Regions from separate parts of the Gossypium hirsutum genome. Here region 1 is linked to region 2. Evidence: chromatin contacts called from public Hi-C data. All regions are on one chromosome and are shown on one strand. The core of a region is the stretch at or near the end of the contact, and the rest is flanking DNA. Distances in the headings are between cores, read along the strand shown.

Region 1 (3,108 bases), core at 546-3,045, 150 kb before region 2:
TTCCCTTTAACACAAAAAATAAAGAGGTCTCTTACCAATTAGTCCAATTTTTTTTACTAAAAACTATTTTTGTAAAAAAAAGCTTATTCCAACTGGAAACAAATTTTCTTTATTTTTCAAAATATAATTTTTTTTGTAAAATTATTTTTCAAAAATTATTCTAACTGGAATAAAATAATTTGAAAAAAAACTATTTTTCGAAAAATAAATGAAATTTATTTTCAGTTGAAATCGACTTTTTTACAAAATACTTTTTAGTAGAAAAACTTTTTGGACTAATTAGTGATAGGCCTCTCTATTTTTGGTGTTGAAGGGAAATAAAAGAAAATAAATAAGAAGGGGTTATTAAGCAATTTACCTTTTTGAAGTTTGGTGTCATCAAGTAGGTGGCACCCTTAAAGCTTTTCAATCAAAATGGAAAATTTACATATTAGGTTCCTAAATATTTTAGGTCATCACATTTCAGTCCAATGCCGCCGATTGAGTAGGCGGCACCCATAAAAATATATATATTTTTAAAACCTGATGTGACTAATGGCTGGGGAGAGGGGTGCCGCTGATTGGTCAAGCAGCACCGATTTTTTACTGTAGCTCTTACCTAGATTCGTAAATATTATTGCCTTTATCTCATTTCAGTATTTATTTAATTATTTTGGTAAAAAACCCTAAAAAAACATTTTAGAAATTAATTTCCAATAGCAATATTTTGAGAAATCAAATATTAATATTTTATTATGAAAAAGGGCAAATATGTTCTATTTTTTAATAACAAAATCAAGAAGAAGAAGAAGAAGAAGAAGAAAGAGACTACAATAAATAGTATACACCACTCTTAGCATAAAACGATAATCAAAATCCATTTTTTTTTAAAATTAGACCCGTGGTTAAACCGATCAGACCACCTGTTCCCGATTTAACCAGTCTATTTGGTTCAAAGCAAATAAATTATCAAAAAAAATAAAAAATATTAAAAATTAAAGTAAAATTAGGTTCAACCAATTTAACTATCGATTCAACTAGTTTTTGAGTTTGGTTCAACCGATCTGTACTGGCTCCTGGGTCTACTAGTTTTTTGTCACTCTCCAAATCGATACCCCGACCACTTTGATCCAATCAATTCGGCCAATTGATTCAATTGGGTTCAGACAACATTGCTAATATATCATCGAAAGCATTCAACTTGAAGGTTCTTTTTTGACAATTCTGTTGTACACCTTTGAAAAAAACTTAGAAAAATGTTTAACCAAATCACCTAATTACAAGTTAATACTAAAATTTCTAATGGTATACCAATATTTGTAACAAATATTTCTAGCTTGTATAGGTTAGAAATTTTGGTATAATAATGATTCAAACCCATGCAATTTTTGGGGAAAGTAGATACTTTGACAATAAGCCACAACTTGGATTCAACGAGTTATTCCTAGTAAAATTATCATGAATGTTCTTTTATTAAGAGTCGAATTACATTTTGCCATCTTAACTAAAAAAATGGCAATTTAGTCTCTATATGTTAGATTAAAAAATAAATTAATTTTTTATTAAAATTTTTATCTATTTCTATGATTAAAAATTGATTCATATGCGTTAACATGAGTGGCACTGTCTGATTATTTCATCAGTTACATTAACTTTTAATAATATAAAAATTAATTTACTTATTTTTTTATTAAAAACAGAAAAATACAAATTAATCTTAATACATCGTTATTCGTGTTATTAAAAATAAAAGGGAAAAGAACCCGAAAAATCAACAAGTAGTGTCGTGAAATTACAACATTCCCACTTCAAAAGACCGTATATAACAATGGTTAAATTGACCCATAAATCCTCATTTTCCAGCAGCAAAAAGACGTTATAGGTGAAAAATTTTGAAGGCATTGAAGTCATTCCAGAAAAGGCCCCAACTTTCAAGGATATTTCCCCACATTTTCTGGAGTCCAACGGAGCAGACATTCAGTCTTTCACATTTCCAACTCATACCAAAACCAAAACAACTAGATTTTTTTTTCTTAGGCAGATCTCAAAAGAAGAGGCTTTTAATATACTTAGAAGCCGCGTGCCATCTCCTCTTTCACACACTCGTTTATTTACTTGACGCAAAGAAAGAGGGTAACAGCTGTGGTTCTGTGAAAGAGTAAAGATGTCTGGTTACAGAGCTGAGGATGACTATGACTATCTTTTCAAGGTGGTTTTGATCGGTGATTCCGGAGTCGGAAAGTCAAATCTGCTCTCGAGGTTCACCAGGAACGAGTTTAGCCTCGAGTCCAAGTCCACTATTGGTGTTGAGTTCGCTACTCGTAGCTTGAATGTTGATGGAAAGGTCATCAAGGCTCAGATTTGGGACACTGCTGGTCAAGAAAGGTCTCACTTTTCCTACTTTCTCGTCTTCCTTTCCCTTTTTTTTTTTGATCTGGGTATTTATAGTTCTTTTCTGATTTTGTATAAAAGATTGGCAAATATCATAAGCGTATAAGGTTTTCCTTCTTCTTGGAGATTTTTTTCTTGAAATTCGTTGTTGCTTGGGAAAAGAAACTAACTTTGATTCTTGAAGAGTTTGGTTTGATCTGAAATGGGGTTTAACAAATCTCCCTTTTACCAGTATACTAGAGAAAAAAAGGGTCTTGCTTATCTAGATCTGTGAGTAGCTTGTAAGTAAATGGTGTTATGATTGCTTGTTTCTTGCAAATCTGTTGTTTAGATTTAGTATCTTTCCTAATAGGCTTGTATTGCAAATAGATCCAACATAGATTTGAAGTGCATGTCAGCAGATCTTGACTATTCTTAATCTTGTGATCATGTTATACGGGTTGTGTGCATTCATCTACAGTTAAGTGGCTTGACAAAATGAGTAACAAACGAGATGGTCATGCTTTGCATTAATATGTTCGCTTCCTGCTAGATATAAGATATATTTGTCTTCGTTACTTGCCCGCTTTCTTATTTTCTCATATGTTATCACTAGTTACAAAGAGATGATGATTGCTTACCAGGATCTTGAATCCGATTTGCGCATGGAATTTGTTAGTCTAGTGTTTAGCATCAATCTAGTCTGGTATTTTGGGATGTTGCAGGGACCTTATAGCTACAGTGTGGTAAATTGATTAT
Region 2 (2,781 bases), core at 243-2,742:
CTCCAATTTGTCGGCTAAATAATAGGAAAACGGCAATTACTAATACTTTTAGTTCTTATGGATACGATATCTCTACTCACCATAGCTATACTATTTATCGATAGGTGCACTTGCCTTCGTCGTATTTTTAGTTAGTCACGTGAACACACATCAGAACTGCAACTTTGATGTTAATTATTCTGGATTTTATTGAATTAATTAGTACCTATTGCTAGATTTTATGTTTCTTAAGCTTGGTTATTTGGATTTGGATGTTTAGTGTTGATCCAATTGTTTAGTTTCTAAGCAACAATATATTTTCATGTGTTATCCATTACATGTTATATTTGCATAATTGAAGAAGTTTTTTTTTGGGGGGGGAGGTTTATAAATTTAAAGATATGGGATGCCTCTATTTTAAAAGCTGAAAGCTTCGGTTAGTAAATTTAAGGATCAAATTGATAGAATATACAAGTATTGAGGACTAAATGTATTTTTATGCCAGTTAGAAAAAGGTCATATCATTATTTCCGTTATCAATTTAATAGCGGATGACCAAAATAAAAATTAATATAAAATTTAATACCTAAAATGAAAATTTTTAAAATTAACTTAAAAAAAAAAGTGAACATAATTGGGTGATCATTTGTATAGTTTAGGTTTATTTTAGTAGCTCCACAACTTCCCAAATCCATCCCCCTTTAAATCACACATATATTTAGCTTTTATTGGCGTATACCCTAGTGACACACCAGCTCTGTTTTGAAACCTCTAAGGGGGGTCTCTCTATCTGTCCCAATAATCTTCTGATATTTGGATATGTTTTTAAACCCATCAGTTTTATCTGTTTCCTTTGTCCATTTGTGCATGACATCTCCCTCTCAGTTTGTGAAAGGAGGCTCTACTTTCTACCCATTTTGTCTATATGTTGAAGCTGTTTTTCCCTTTTTTATCTTCCCGTCCAGTGAATCCGGACTCACATGACCAAACTATCTTCCTTGCTTGCATCTTGCCAAACACTATGCTTTAAGTTTTACTTTGGAAATAAACAATTGTTTTACCCAAAACAAGAGGCTAAAGGCAATATGTAAATGTATGTCTCATTTGGGTTTAGGTTTTCTTTCTACTATTTTCATGTCGAAAACCAGTATTAGCAAATATATTTTATATATCTATAGATCAGATTTATGATGTAAATATATATTTTTTCTTTCTTAAAGTTTGTCATTGATTACTGGGATGTAGTACAAGCCTTATGGGGATACCCAATCTGTTGTTTTGCAAGGAAATGAAGAATCTCAAACTCTGTAAAATTATCAGAAAGCTGAAATACTCTTCAGCTCTGCATCGTAACAGCGTCTACAGTCCTATAAATAACACAGGGCAAAGTTACAAATTCCAAAAACAGCGAATGTAAATCCAAGTTATCCCTTTGATTGCAGTGTAACCCCTCTAACAAGCCTGAAAAAGAACAAAGAAAGAACAAACCATTTATGGGCCATAAATCCATATAAATCATATGTCGGGCTTGACATTTGGCCCAAAAGAACATGCCTTTAGAAAATGCAGCTTCGAGCTTCTGCATAAATCAGAAGTTTTAGGTTCATTTGGCTGGTTGACTAATGGGGACATCCACACCAGATATAGAAAATAGAGAACATTCTTTGGATCTTCCATGCCAAAGGTATTCTCCAAAACTCCCTTTTTTTTCTCTCTATTTGTGAAAATACAGTTGGGTGCTGATGAAAACATTCAAGGAAGCATATTGGTTTATATTGGCGATTATTCACTGGAATTCTTAAATATGAACAATCAGGTGGCAGTCAATGTCATTCATTCAAGAATAAAAAGCAACATTTAGGCATTGTTCCATTGAATATGCTTGTTTCCAGGACAGCATAAATAAGGGAGAATTAAGGCAGTGTGGCAAACCCAACCAAGGGCGATGACTTAAGGTGCAACTGCATTACAGGGCAATTTCTCCATTGGCAGAATGTCACTTTAAAGCTCATTCTTTTTTTTTTTGGTGAAATTTAAAGCTCATTCTTTGATGTAGTGTAGTGTGCACTCTGCCAAAGGAGATTTGTCCGGCTATTCTTTTGCACTACAAACTCAATGAATTACTCTATTGAGATTCAAAGAAGACAATGTTTCCTTTCCTTTTTTCTTTGTAGCAAACCCTTGTTTTGTTTGTTAATATGGCTTATATAAATGCTTAATCATTATTTATTTTCCTGATATTTTGCCTCTCCAAATTCTAGAGTTTGAGACCATCATGAATTCGAAATTATTTTCTGATTCAGACACTAAAATTCTTTTGCTTTCCCTCTCCAGGTATAATTCGGAAGTGAAGTACTGATATTTCTAGTTGAACATAGGTCTGCTCTTCTATTTAATGGGAGATTCGAAACAAATTTCTGATAAACTGGATGAACCAATTTCTCCAAACATGTCCAAATTTGATGTCCGGTTGGGACATGTTCTAAGGATAATGAAATGGACAGAGAAAGGCTTAGCGAAGAGAGTTGATTCTTAGGTGGAGTCTAGATATTAATAACCAACGTTATTTATCTGTGTCGATGATATCCTAAAGAAATATATGCAGTCGCCTTTGTGTTTTTTATTACGAGTTATGACCACTTTTGTTGCTTTGTGAAGCCGGTTTTATATCTTCTTTTTCCATATGGAAATTTGAAAATTATGTTTTTAAAATATATCAATGTGTTTATAAATAATATACAATAGATAATAAAATGTAAATTTTAAAATTAATAATAACACATATGTAATATTAATGAAATT

What was found. Hi-C and Micro-C count contacts between places; a contact is called where the count stands out from the background.
Region 1: a contact with region 2 is called in a Hi-C map of leaf, with 3 times the contacts expected there. The contact joins the promoter of LOC107901705 here to the enhancer-like site in region 2. A contact is called at or near these places in 2 of 34 Hi-C or Micro-C datasets (both in leaf).

The regions. Positions count from the first base shown.
Region 1 is chrD06:49,778,752-49,781,859 of Gossypium_hirsutum_v2.1, reverse strand. It overlaps LOC107901705 (ras-related protein RABA1c), which reads left to right and starts at 1,795. Exons shown (of 2, transcript XM_016827797.2): 1 at 1,795-2,364. The coding sequence starts at 2,144.
Region 2 is chrD06:49,630,677-49,633,457 of Gossypium_hirsutum_v2.1, reverse strand. No RefSeq gene overlaps it. Among protein-coding and RNA genes, the nearest start is that of LOC107900370, 30 kb to the left of the region's middle. Within about 2 kb of position 1,492, at least 2 of the 9 cell types and tissues checked have an H3K27ac peak or open chromatin away from gene starts, as enhancers often do. A contact at or near this core is called in leaf, where this site is marked.